Linked DNA regions of Mus musculus: region 1 is linked to region 2. Evidence: chromatin contacts called from public HiChIP or PLAC-seq data. All regions are on one chromosome and are shown on one strand. Each heading gives the region's core, a stretch centred on a gene start, on an enhancer-like site or on the middle of the called end of the contact. The rest is flanking DNA. Distances are from core to core; before and after follow the strand shown.

Region 1 (7,023 bases), core at 736-3,235, 61 kb before region 2:
AGTAAGAAAGAAAAATCTTCTAAAAGTGAATTTAAAAAAAAGCACGGCCTTTGATAACTGGCAAGTCTATATCCTAGTGCTGTCATGTGTATGTGTGTGTGTGTGTGTGTGTGTGTGTGTGTGTGGTGTGTTCAGGTACATGCATGTGTTGGAGTGCATGTGCATATACGTAGAGACTACAAGGTGATATTGAGTGATATTCCTCAGGGATGTCTACTTTTTTTGAGATAGTATCCCTCACTAACTAAGAACTTGCCAAGTAGACTCAGCTGGTTGATCAGTAAGCCCCAGGGATCAGCTTGCCTCCCAAAGCGCTGGAATTATATACTTCTCAAGCACAGAGATTATAAGTTCATGTCATTATATTGGCCTTTTTATTTGGGTTCTGGGGATCAACCTAGGGTCCTGGTTTTTTAGCACATTATTCAGGCTAATCCATGATCTCACCCAAACCTCTGTCATTTGTTATACAGTTTAGTTGTTTGCTATATAGCTCTTTCTATTAAGACAGCACGTATGTATTACACTGTGTTGTGCTTGAGGAATATTTTGTAGCTACTTCCCATCCCTCTCTGCCCCAACATGCCAGTCTCATAGTTCCTGCATGTTGCCTTTGGGAGACTATCAGATCTCATTCCTATTTTAGGAATCAGTGATTGACTTACTCTAATCTAAAATGTGATCCATTTTGCTCTAAAGTATACGATCAATTCACCTACTTCCTCAGATCCCTTTGGGAACGTCAAGAAGTGAACTGTCCGTCCATCCATCCATCCATCCATCCATCCATCCATCCATCCATCCAAAGAACATTTATTGAGTTGGTATTTTGTTTCATGATAAGGGCTTGGGAACCTGCTGAGTAAAGTAGTCATATGCTTACATTAGGACTCCCGTCGGAGAATTTATAGTCTCCCAAGGATGACAGCCAATAAGGAAGTGTACATGTGATCACTAATTGTGTTTTTTAAGAAGTGCTATAAAGAAAAGGGAGCAGTACTGGACAGGAGAAAAAAATCGCTTCTCAGAGGATGCGACACGTAGGATGGGAATGGAAGGGGGAGGATCAGAGGCAAAGCTTCTGTAGCATCCTATCATTGCAGTCTCATAAACATCCAAATAATTACAGAGCACACATGAAAGGCAGAGTCTCTTCCAGGGAGCATCTTCTCATGGAGACTGAACAAGGTAACATCCACGCTGCTTCTCAGCGGTGTTTCCCCACCCCCACCCCCAACTCCGCCCCTCCCCCTTTAGACCTGAGACAGCCAGTTAAGTAGGTTTCCACTTCCATAATACATGTCTTTTATATAATGAGTTTGGAGATAGGACACAATGGGAAGGAAAAAGTGAGAACATATAACCTATACTTAGTGTGTACTCTGGAATGCTAAGGAGATGAGATTGGAAGCCTGAAATGAAAAACCTGTCTCCATTGACTGGCTCTGTAGCCTCAGACAGGTTAGTGAGCCTGAATTTGCCTATCTGAGACTACTTCAAACCTATGCTCCAAGAATTAATAAAATGGCATATACATTTTCTCTTGTGTGAGAAAGTATGGCAAACTTTTTTCATTGTATTCCAGAAGTGGTATTTGTTGTTGGTGGTTGGTTTTTTTTTTGTTTGTTTGTTTGTTTGGTTGGTTTTTTTTTTTTTTTTTTTTTTGTATTTTTATTACTGTAGAAAAGCTGGTTTCTATGAACAAGTAGATTCTTTTCCTCTAACCTTGGCTGCTGGTTTACAATTCTATTTTATGCTTAATATGACTATTTCAAAGGCAGATCATTCTTGACCTACCAAATCCTCCCTTACAAACTCTCAAGTGATCTGGGACAGGAGAGGGGAGAAAGCATGGCCAGACCAGTAAAGAACGTGTGATCAGTAAGGGGCCAAGGTTCAGGACTTGTGCTTCTACACACAGCTACACATGAGCCAGGAAGCCACACCTTTTGCTTGCTATCTGCTGACAAATTATGTTTTTCCTTTTCTCGTCTGCTATGGCTGACGTGTCATAGGACCTCCTAATATGACTCAGGGAAGGATGGGAGTGGGGGAGGAAAGCAGCCCAGACATCTTACCTCTGTTTACCCCTCCCTTAGGTGTACTCCTAAGGGCCTGCAGTCTTCAGCTCCAGGCAGAACCCTCACCTCTGATGGGCAGTCCACTTTTCTCATTTCTTTTCTCATCTGTGGAGTGGAATGTTAGGATACAATCATTCTAGGGGCTCTGCTCAAACCCTGCTATCAGAGGCTCTCTAGTAACCCTAAAATGTGGCACAGATTTCAGGTGCTATAATACTATATCCTGTGCCACATTCAGCATGTATGGCTGGCCTAGAAGTGGTTAGACCCTGTCAGGACTCAGCTACTCAACGAGGATTTTTCTAGGTCAATAAGTAACAGATAATGTCTCAGAGGTACTGCCTATTTATACTCTGCTAGAGCAGCCTTCTTAGAGGCCAGTTAGTAGCACTGAGAACCCAAGGGCTAGAAGGATGAGATAATTAAATTCTAACCAAATAAGCCTATTCTGATCATTTGTATAGCACTGAAAAATATATGTATGATGTTGCCTAGGTTAAACTGAACAATGCTCACAAAAGTAATAGGAACAGACCAAAAATCGTTATCTATTTATTTCTGCCGTTTCCTATTCTTTAGTGGGCAGAGAAGAAAGGCAGACATCCTGGGTGAGAGACAGGAAGAGGTAAAGACAAGTGATCTTACGCCTGTGTAGCTTCAAGTACGTAGAGATAAGAAGGCCCAGAGTGCACACATTTAGTTAGATGCGCCTATAACCTAAGTTTGCAGGAAGAGGTTATCACTGGCCATTATAAAAGCCTGCTTTTAAATATGTCAACTTGTTTTCAAGCTCACTTATGCTGGTTTCTCTCTTTCTGTTGTGTAGTGTCCTGTATACAAGCCTGTCTTCTGAGAACACAGGGATGCCCCCCAACATCAAACCTAACAATCACAGCGCGCCAAGTGAGAATAAGCAGTGTTTGCGCCCATGCTTATGCTATCTCTGAATTATTTCAAGACTTAAAAGCGACTTGAGTTTGCAGGACTAGTTCAGTTTCAAGCAGTAGTTCTACTTATGACAGAGGATGCCATGTGTAGTCAAAATTAATTTTAATCCCTGACTATCCAAGTTAGGATGAGATGGAAACAGATGAAAGACTTAACCATCTCACACACTCTTCACTCTTCAAGTTTAGCAGGAAGGTAATCTGAATTAAAAAGAGAAACTTTAAAATATATTTGCACAATCAAAGAAGGCAGAACCATTCCAGGCCCTAGCAGCTCAAACATTATATTGTATACATTATATTAAATAGTAACAAGAAAGAAACCTAGTAGGAGCCGGGTCTTGAATCCTTCCTGGATAATTAGCTACATTTGAAATCTAGTATGGTTTTCATGGTGCTCTTAAGCACTCTATAAAATGAGATTCTCTCACATTAGGACATCTCTGTTTTGATTGGCCCAGGAAACCTGGAGGTGCTTGAAATGATTTCTAACAAAGTACGCACATGGCTCGGCGGCGTCACCAGGTCTTCTCCTCAGAGCCTCTTGCTCATTTACAACTGAGAAGTCACACAATGAAAACCGTTCTCTCTGCAGGATGAAAGTTGGATCATAGTTCCAAAGCCTGGCTAAAAGTTTACTGCTGGATAGAATACCAGCATTTTTTTCAACTCTTGAGAATGTAAATGTTTTAATTTGCTTAAACAGGGTTTTTTGTTTGTTTCTTTTTTGTTTGTTTGTTTGTTTGTTTTATTAAAGGTTTACTTATAGAATTGCAGAAAGACTGATTGATATAAAAGAGATCAGTCAAGATTGGTAATTACTGTTGTTTGTAGGATCAGTCCACGCTCTTAATCACAATACTTGAACATCTCTGGATGAGTGGAAATTTAAAAGTACTGGAATGGGGAGCCACAGTACTCGATCAGGAGAGCCACAGTTGGGGAGAATAGCTACAAACAATATCCAAAGTCTTGCTTGCAGAAATTGTAAGTGCTACTTCTGCCAAACTCGGAACTACAAGCTGCAGCTGTATCACTGATGCCATTCATGGTGGACACAGATGGTGGCTTGAGAACCTTTGCCTCTAGGATCTGATGCCTCAGCTACTCCTCCTGCCTTCTCAGAGTTGCTCATGGCCCTACTTTAGTAGTCCCAGATACAAAGGTCAAATGAGTCCACGTGGCTGGTCAAGCCTAAGGTTGCTCGACTCAGGGGAGGTGGGGATTGGCTCTGTCACTACCACTTTCATTTCGGCTCAATGGGTGAAGGATTCTCTAAACACAGGCTGGGTTCTCCCAAAAGAACAACCTGATCACTGTAACTAGAGTGCAGAAGTTTTCAATCATTTTGATCCTCAGACTTGCTTCTTTCAACAGTGACTATCTCAAAGAGTCTATCTCAAAGAAGATATATGTTATATTTATCAATGCTTACCATGTAAAAATTAAAAGATATATTTAAAAATATTTAACAACTCACTTAAAATAACTGTTAAGTATTAGCACAAGTAAGGTATGAAAATAGCTGTATGATCCAAAAGAAGGTGGTTATAAGCAAAGGGCTTCACAGAGAGCAGTGGTCTTTTGTGGGTACATCGTGTTAAGTTACTACATCGCATATTCTGCAGTCTCTGGAAGCGCCACAGTATGCTGAGCGACTAAGAATAAGAAGAGATCATTATCTTAGCATCATTATGAAAGCAACTTTGATATCGGTGTCTCTGAAAAGGTCCTGTGTCTCCTCCTAGTTCTAAAGCTGCTAGTTGAAAGGTGCATTTTGTGACTGAAATTAGATGAGGTCTACTATATTGAAGCACACACAACTGTTTGAACATCTTTCTTCATTCCTGTCCTATGTCTTTTAACAGAGGTGGACAGGATTGAGTGTCCACCAAGTTATTAACATGATCAAGTAGCAAACCCAAAAGCTGCCCTACTGGTTATTTGATTGAGCTTTTCCACTCTTTCCTTTAATCTTAGAGCTCGGTTACTTCCATCTTTAATTTCTGATTCTATAGTTCTTATATTTGCATGTCTTAAGAAATGGTATACGAGATATTTTGAAATTACAGCAATTTTAGAGTTACAGATTTCTAGAATTATTGCAAACGAAGTATAAAGGTTCTGATGTTTTGGACCAAGTTCTCTTGTGGTAGGGTGTATTTATCACACAGATTCATGGTTATTAACTACAGCATACTGTTTAATCAGGTTCCCTTGTTGTCCCAATCTCATTTTCCCACTCCAGGATCCCATGCAGAATGTCATTGAGTCAGCTCCTCAGACTTTCCATGCCAGTGACCACTTCTCGGATGTCCCCTGCTTTTGGTGTCTTTAACTATTCTGAGAATCACCACACAGGTATATTACAAAACACTCACTCACCAGTAAGGGCTGTGGATTTTCAGGTGGAAGGTTGTAGAGGCGAGGAATCATTGTCATTATGCAATAAGGGACACAGGTTATCACTATGACTTCACAGGTGTTCTTGACCTTGATCACTTGCCCAACCTGAAGTGCTGTTATCAGTTTTCTCCACTGTTACTGCTGTACTGACTTCTCTTCCATCATGTATGTCTGGAAGAAAGTCCCAGACAAGTCATAGCTAAAAAGTTACATTCCACCATCCTGGAACTAGAATATCTACATATGTCACTTATAATTCTGCCTGGAAGATACTCTTTCTCTTTTCCCATTTATTGACTCACTTGTTCATTTATATTAGTATCAATGCACAGAATTGTATCTTATACATGGTCAGTTACCTAAATTTCCTCAGCTTCTGCCACCTAGAACGCTTTCCCTTAGCTCACAGGTGCCTTGAACACACCCCACTATTATGGGATGGCTCTTGTTTGTCTATATGTCCTTCTTAGACTCTACAATAACTCAGTTTTATCCAGTTCCCCCTGTCCACTGTACAGAACTAGCCACACTCATCATGAGCTTTGGCTCTTACTACTGGAGAACAGAATTAGAAGCCAAGTTCTGAAAGCTATTTCTTCTTGGGTGTATTATTTTTAGCATTGTTTAGCTGACAGTCCAAGGAAAGAAATGTGCATAGTAACCCATTGGTTTGTGCCTATCAACAAACATTTATAGAGGTGAACATCTATTTACATGGATAACTATGAATTCATACTTATGTGTCTATTCCACTGCCACAGGGAATATTCTAACCCCTATTTCTGGCCTTTTTATATAGTTGCAACATTATTTTAATAATGAAACAATCTGAGAAAGGTAGGTATGAGGTGTCAGAGTATGAGAAAAGCAGGGACTCCAGGGATCCTTGTGAATTATTTATTTGCAGTGGTGGAGATGAAACCTAGGGTTTTGCACCTATTAGAAGAGCACTGTATGGCCAGCTCTATTCACAACACCAAGGAGAGTTAAACACCCAAGGAATTATTCTTCTGTGTTCGTAGCTATAGTTAGCAGATATCCATACAAAAAGGCTGTACAGTGGAGATGGGATTGAGTCCTAGATCCAAGTGTTGTTACTTGAATTATGTGGGTAGAAAAGAATCCTCCTATTGCTTATCTTCCAAGAAGTATGGCACTTTAATTCATGAGAACATGTGAGTGGTTCAGTGAATTAACACAAGCTACACATTTAGAATTGCCAGGCTCATTATTTGTGAGTTGTTGTTATATACACTGTGGGGCAAGTGTATTATTATCTCCATTTTACAGATGAAAATACAGAGGCACAGAAATTTTTAATCTTGCTCAAGGTCTCCCAACTTGTAAATTAGAGAGCTGCTTTCCCATAAACCGTGACCTTTAAAGAGGTGCTAAACTTGTCTCAACTTAGTTCTCTTTCTATAAACATAATGTTATGAACTGTTTCTCTCTGTGTCTCAGAATATAATTCACCACTCAGAAGATCTGGGCATTCTTCATGCCAGAGGTACCATGACAATGGCACCAAGGGACTCAGCGTCAACTGCCAGTTTGTCTTAGTCAGGGTTTCTATTTCTGCAGAAAACATC
Region 2 (7,403 bases), core at 691-3,190:
GACAGAGTGGAAGGAAGTGATTGGAGGAACTATGAGAAGCTATATTCTCATGGAACATCTGCCATTCCCATCCAGAGAAGAAAGGCCATTCACTGGGTGTGTGGGGTATGTGCTGACATGGAAGGGCTGCTGGTACATGAAGTGTCTTTCTCTGTTGCTCTCCAAGCAACCTTCCCTATTCATGAAGTCTTAGCAGCCAGTTCTTTCCTTGTTAGGAAAATCCCTTGATAGACTAAGGTATATTCATATAAAAGTGAAAATGACTAAATGTAAGCTATTCCCCAGAAACAGGTGACCTTTCTCCAAACGTGGCCACAGAAGCATTGGAGATCTCGCACACTCTCACACAGCCTTACCACTCTCTCTGCAACCCTCTCCCCATCTCTGTTATGTCACTGCACAATATGTGTGAGCTGTCAAAATACATGTGGAAAGTTAAAGATTACTCTAGCTTGTTAGCTATTTTCATGCCCACATAGCGGGCTGGGGAGCATCTTGAGACCCTCTCCTTACCACCTGTTATATACCAGGCTAGGTTAATTACATTGACCTTGGAGGGGCTAGACTACATAAGACTATGGCAAGAGCTCTATGTGGGTGTCAATAGGAAAGTTACCAGTGCTGGTAAAGACTTTCTACTGTGGCTTTTTTTGTGGGGAGCGTCTGAAGAGACTCTAGCCAGCCTGAGCATGGTAAACATGGCTCTGGCAGATCTTGCCTTTCTCCTCTATCCCATCTGCCTTGCTACAACTCTTAGATTACAGTCCTAAAGCTAGCCACCAAGGTCTATTCCCTTATTTGGCCACTTTCTCCCACTGAGGCTGATTACCAAGGTCTAGCTATCAAAGTATCAAGTCCAGCAATCAAAAGCCTCCTTTTGGATGCCTCAGTTAACATGCCCAATCCTAACATCCTAACACGAGGGTCCCCCTTTTACCTTTATAAACTGCCATTTGCCTATGAGCTGTGTCTGTTTCATCTCTGTCCAGAGGCAGTCCTTTGTTCCTCTAGGACAAATAGCCCTTCCCTCTCTCCCTTGTTGCCTTCCTTTTCTCCCTCATCCTCTGTCTCCTGTCTTTGTCTCTTATTCCCTGGCCTTTGTCCCCCCCACCCCAGGCAAATAAATCTCCTTTGTGCTGAGAACTTAGTCTTGGGGTGTCTTGTGTTGAATACACATCCCTTCTGTAAGGAGGCCTGATGAACTCATTGGTTTCCTGGAAAAAAACTTTGGTAGAAATGTGGCTCACCTTATCTTTCAAACCTTAGGAGGAGGGGTAGATGTTCTTTACATCTCTCCCTGGAAAGAAGTGTTAGCAACAACGGCATTTATAGAATTATTAACCAACTTGTTATGACATACCTAACCTTTGAATGTAATTAACTCTATTGCATTCCCTAAATAGGGAGTGTTCTGTATTAGTTTTGGATTTATAGTAAAAGTCAGAGAACTAAGTTGAAATGTCTCTCATTGTTCTCTAGCTTGCTTCAGTGTTAACTCTATTGTCTAAATTTCAAGCATTTTTGAGTTGCAATCAGAAACTCTACCTGGAAATGGCAGTAAAGGTAACTTCAGCCATACTGAAGAAATGTGTCACTGAATGCTGCCTGGTGGACAGGAAAATTATTGCTTGAATATGGTTCACCTGTTATCTTATAGTAAATTTGTCTATGCTGTGAATAACTTCTGTTTGTTTGTGTGCACGTATTTGTGTTTGGGGGCATGTATAGGTGTGAGCCTGCAAGTACGAGTGCTTGAGACTAATATCAGCAATCTTCCTAGATCACTGTCTAGCTTATTCATCAAGGCTGGGTCCCTCAACTGAACCCAGAGCTAGCCCATAGCAGCTAGCTTTTTCATGGAATCCTGGCTCTACCTTCCTAGTAGTAGAATTACAGGCAGGCTGCCACACCCATTCAGTATCTATGTAGGCTATGGGGAATCTAGATCCCAGGAACCTTACTCAGTGAGCCATTTCCCAGCCCTGTACCTTATTTTATGAGATAAGGTCTGTCATTGAACTTGGAGTTGAAGATTCGGTTGGGCTATTTAGTGAATTCCACGATCCAGAGGAACAGGCTGCTAACTGGAAGTTCATATGGTGGCTTGGACTCTGGACTGGGGAACTCACTAATACTTCCAGAAGGCACTTCACTATCCTCTCAGACCACGATGACAGTTTTATGAAGGTATAATTCATATGTAATAAGTAGATCCACTTGAAGATTTAAAATAAGTGTCAATATTTTTGTTTCCTCACAGGCTTATGTAACCAACAACACTAATTCCAGAACATAACATCCTCCCCAATGAGAAATCCAGAATTTGCTACTAAACACATTTGCTGTAAACCTTCTTAGCCTGTGACAGCCACTAATCTATTGTCTGTCTATTAATGCCTTTCAGATACAGTTTGTTCATAGTTTAGCAGGAAAATCTACTCATCACTTGCAAACACAAGGCAACTTAAAAATGTGAAACTATACAAAATATAGAGACCTTTTGGCAAATTCTGACATATTCTTGCAATAAAGTACTATTGTCTTCAGAATGGACACGGTGTATGCTCTCCTCAGCCTTGGGTTATCGCATCAGTGGGACAAGCTCCATATGTATAATACAGTTTCACCTGCATCTACAAACACATACAGCAAAGTATGAAAAGATGCATTCATGCTATGCTTGGGGAGTGCCCTCACAATCCAGCTAAAGGCTTGGTCACCAGCCTGTGACACTATCAGGAGGTGGCAGAATAGTGGAAAGCAGTTAGGTCACTGGGGACATGGGGCCTGGCCCTTTCCTCAGTCCTTACCACTTGCTGTCATAAGGGGACAGTCCTGCTCAGCCACATGTCACCCGATACCCCAAGTACAGGGACAAGTGACAGTACACTGAAACTCTGAACTATACACAAATATACCTTCCCTAATTGTAAGTTGATTATCTCAGAGCTTTGCCTACAGGAGCAGAAAGCTGACTGTCTGATCCAGTTTTCTGTTTCTGTGACAAATAATTGGGAGAAACAATTTCAACGCGCTTGGGGGGGGTGGGGCAGTGCTTATTTTGTGTGTGGTTTCAGCCTGTGGAGAGCTGGCTAGATGGCTTTAGGTCTGAGGCAAGACAGTATGATGGTAACAAGAATGTACAGGACATTGGCTCCACTCATGATGCTTAGAAAACAGAAAAAGGGAACAAAGGATGAATCTAGGGACAGGATATGACTCTCAAATGCACACCTCCTAGGGCAAACTTCCTCCAATGAGGCCTACTTCTGAACTCTACCTTCCAATAATGCCACTGGATTATGAATCTAGCAGTGGACTAATTCACTGAAGATAGAACTCTTATAACCCATCAGTTTCTGAAAGCCCCACATATGAACACTGCTGCATTACAGACTGTGATGTGCCCTTCTCCTGGAGAGACAATTTTTCCCCTAGATAGAGCTTCAACCCAGACCAAAGAAACCATTGCACCCAACTAGAGGAGACTGAACTGATGATTTTAACTGGGGTTTCTTTCAGGTGCAATGAGTGTGAAATTATTTATAGGAACATGAGCAACGTTCAGCAGGCTGTACCACTGAAGGAAATGTACAAGTTTACGTACAGGTCTCATGGGGCATTTCACATGCAGACCAGAACAGAGAAAAGCCCAGGGAACTACTTCAGGCGTATAACCTGCATTCCACTGTGAGGACATTTTTTCAGGCTTTACAATTATCTATGATGAACAAGATTTTCTTTTATAACCAAGCGTTTTACTAGAGAGGTGGAAAATCATCTCAGCGGGGGCATAAGAATTGTAAAATTAAAATAATAGATTATCTTTAAACATCTGTGATGGTTTGGGAAGTCTGAGATGGTGTTTCATGACACTATATTATATCTCTTAAAATAAAGTCAGGAAATTAAAGTCATCTTTCCTCCGTAGCCATTTATCTTGGACTGCATTTCTTCAAGTGTTTAAGCTGCTTCTTGGAGGGCAGCTTGGAAAACTGAGGTACATTTCCTTGTTCAGAAACAACACTTTGTGGAGTTGGAACACCCCATCCATTTTCCAAGATCTGCAAAATCCTGATCAAAGACCAGTTTTGTTTTCTTACTGTTTTTCTTGCTTCACGTATCTTTGAAAGAGAGGCTCATAAGTCTTTGAAAACATTTTTTGTGCCATAAAATTTCCTGCACCATGTTTTCCTGAGGCTGAGGCTATTCTCATGAAGCAGGCAAGCAATGGATCTTTGGCCACAGTTCTTGCAATTGCTGTCATTTCAAGACAAACCACTAATTTCGGAGGAATTCACTCAGAGCTAAAAAGGATGTCTTTGCTGGAGACTCCTTGAGTTTTCTCCCAGATTTCCCTTGTTCCGAGCGCTCCTCAGACACTGTAGTCCTCACTGCTCTCTGTGGGAATGTGTTTTGAGACAAAGCTACTTCTGAAAAACAGAATGTTCTGGTGGGTTTGGCTCCACAGCACCACAGAGATGCTGGCACTGGGCTGCAGACACACGTCCAGAAGTGCTGTTTGCAATTGTGATAGCAATCTTACTAAAAATAAGGACTTTTTTTTTTTTTTCCAGTTCACAGAGGTGTGGGTAGAAGACAGGCTGCCGATGTCCTCCAGTCTCCTGAAGGCCTTTCATTTCCTGTTGGATGTTGATGTTTCAAAGCTTCCACATAAATTATGGGAATGTCCATAAATATTTTTTCACTTCAGTTTTTGTTCTTAGCAGAGGATTGTCTGTAGTTATCATTTTTTCTAAATTATATCTTTTTAAAATCTGAAACATGAAGCTTTGCGGGTTTTTCTGTTTTGGTTTGGTATGTTGGGTTTTTTTGTTTTTTGTTTTGTTTTTTGTTTTTGAGTCAAATCTTTTTTTCCTGCTTTGTTCAAGGCCGAGGAATTTTGTGATGGGGTCATGCAGCTATGCACCTAGGTGTAGGTCTTAATGGCTAGCTAAGGTGACAAGATCCTAGGGGTTTTCCTTTTGAGTAAATGTATTTTTTCTGCAGGTAGTCATTGTTCTAGCTGGTGGATTTGGTGGATTATTTTACCACTTAGAAGGATAACTGTTCCCTTTGCATGGTGCAAAGAGCTTGCCTAAGTTGTCCCTTGTGTCAAGACAACTCATCTCTGGGCTGCAGCAATGCTTACGAATCTGGGTGGAGGTTTTCATTCCTCTTTTGAAGACCATGTTAACATTTGCATAGTTTTAAGGATAAGAAAAGCATCATGCTATTTGAAGTGGTTCGCCTGTTGCCCAACCCTTGCTGGATTCTGTCCTCTCCAAGGCTTTATGGAGTCAAGTAAAACGTTCATACTTGTCAGTTGACTCTGTTACAAGACAATGTCACAAACTGAGTGACTTAAATGCTAAACATTGACTTTCCTCAGTTCTGCAGGATGAATGTCCAAGACCAAAGCCAACTCAGTTCCTGACTTTTAGACCGATTGTCTTTGTGTTGTATCTTTACATGGTAGAGAGCCAGGTGTCTTTCTCATCCCATGGCAGTTTTATCATTGTTACCTGCAAAGACCCACAATTCCAAACGCCATCACCAGACACTTCAACCCACGAATTCTGAGACAGACAAAAAATTCAGTCCATAGCAATAGCCAGCACAGAGCAGATGTACTGCCAGGCTCCCTGGATACCAGAGCTACTGTCATGTCCTTTTAATGACTCCTTCACCCATATCCATCTGCCATCTCGACCATTCTGCCATCTTTCCCTGGAGCAAGCTTAACATTTAGCCACCTTCCTTTGTGTGACCCCTACTTGTGTATTATACAAACTGTCTATAGAGAAGCAGTGGGAGCCTCTGCTTTCACAGTACCTTCAACAAACACTGCATTTGCTGTGGCAATTATATTGATAAAAACTAAAAGAATGTCTTCTTTAACCACAATATTCTATTAATGGTAAGATGAATTTTCATATTTGTTTAACAGCAGTTAGGAGTTTATATTTAAGAAACATGTTTTACAGATTTCTTACTGAGAACATTCTATTTCACTTTATTATTTTTAATTAAAGTAGAAAATGCACTTATCATAGAAAGTGCAAGAAAATAAACTCAATTAAAACCTCTATAAGGTATCCATAACGTTTTAGTTAGCACATTGCAAGGATATTCTTGCCACAGAGTGTCCTAATATGCATTATTTTCAATAATTCCATCACCTAGTATTTTGTGAGTAGCTCATCTTTTATTAAGCCAGTCCTCTTACTTTTGGATGTTTCATCTTAAAACTATTCTTTACTGATGACAAGGCAGGTATTATCATTAAAGTTGGATCTTTTCATATATTCACAATTATTTCCTTAAGATTTTTTTTTTTTTTTTTTTTTTTTTTTTTTTTTGGTTTTTTGAGACAGGGTTTCTCTGTGTAGCTCTGGCTGTCCTGGAACTCACTTTGTAGACCAGGCTGGCCTCGAACTCAGAAATCCGCCTGCCTCTGCCTCCTAAGTGCTGGGATTAAAGGCGTGCGCCACCACCCCAGGCAAGATAATTTCTTGAATGTAGAAGGTCAAGGTTAAAGAATTTGCAATTTTTTCTTTTAGAAAAAAAATCTGTGATATTTTAAGGTACATCAGATGAGTTCCCATTTTATTTTACATTTATAGAAAAATAGTACTTTTTACATTTTACCTTTTGGTTGTTTGTGTGTCTTTCATTTTCCTCTTTTTATTGCATATTAAGAAAAGATTTTAAAATCATTTTGGGTCAGTCTAAATAATACCAAATCCCAATGACAGATTGAAAACTGAGTTTTAGACCCCTTTTCCTGTATTCTTTTTCTTAATTTAGACATAAAGGCCAAGGCCTTTGGAAATAGTCTGGTGCCTTCATCAGTGTGTGGGCTGTCTGCCGTGAATGGACACACATGTTGGTCACTGGACGAACTTGTAAAGAACTGGACAGAGGATAAAGACTATGGCACACAGTAGGCCTTCACTCATTTAACTCCAAACCTTAGCACCCAGTAGTCACATTATCTGTGGCTACAAGGCTATTATTGGCAGGTAGTTTAGGGCTATCAAATTCAGCTCCTTTTGTAACTGAATCAGAGGCCCGCATTCTCTTCTCTTAGGGGACTGATGCCCAATCAAAGTTTCTTTTTATGGAAAATGTCAATGATGATAATCATGAAAGAGGCAGTAATATCATTATATTCTATCTAACTTATTAATCAAACATGAAAGTGAGAACATTTCTGCCAAAAACTGTTTAGGAGAAATTCTCTGGACTGAGCAGCTGAAGTGAGGTCTGTGGAATTTTCAGTGAGTTAAAATAAACACAAACCAAACTTTTATGATGCAGACAACTGAAGTTAGGAAAACCTAGTGAAAATATGTATATGTCTCAGACAAAAAGAGAGGGATGTGTTACTGGATCATTAA

The links. HiChIP or PLAC-seq counts read pairs in DNA pulled down with a chosen protein or histone mark.
Region 1: a contact with region 2 is called in an H3K4me3 HiChIP or PLAC-seq map of intestinal villus epithelium, with 10 read pairs. The contact joins two enhancer-like sites. A contact is called at or near these places in 13 of 39 promoter capture datasets (the 3T3-L1 cell line, 3T3-L1-derived adipocytes, the HPC-7 cell line and 8 more), 1 of 15 datasets of contacts at CTCF or cohesin (the NIH/3T3 cell line), 8 of 484 Hi-C or Micro-C datasets (beige adipocytes, embryonic stem cells, megakaryocyte-erythroid progenitors and 5 more), 7 of 115 datasets of contacts at active chromatin or transcription factors (the HPC-7 cell line, embryonic stem cells, extraembryonic endoderm stem cells and 3 more) and 1 of 9 other capture datasets (adipose tissue).

Annotation. Positions count from the first base shown.
Region 1 is chr1:53,792,968-53,799,990 of GRCm38.p6, reverse strand. No RefSeq gene overlaps it. Among named protein-coding and RNA genes, the nearest start is that of Stk17b, 11 kb to the right of the region's middle. Within about 2 kb of position 1,985, at least 54 of the 459 cell types and tissues checked have an H3K27ac peak or open chromatin away from gene starts, as enhancers often do. A contact at or near this core is called in intestinal villus epithelium, where this site is marked.
Region 2 is chr1:53,731,323-53,738,725 of GRCm38.p6, reverse strand. The region is part of intron 4 of Gm32311 (a long non-coding RNA gene); the gene reads right to left. Among named protein-coding and RNA genes, the nearest start is that of Dnah7a, 28 kb to the right of the region's middle. Within about 2 kb of position 1,940, at least 6 of the 459 cell types and tissues checked have an H3K27ac peak or open chromatin away from gene starts, as enhancers often do. A contact at or near this core is called in intestinal villus epithelium, where this site is marked.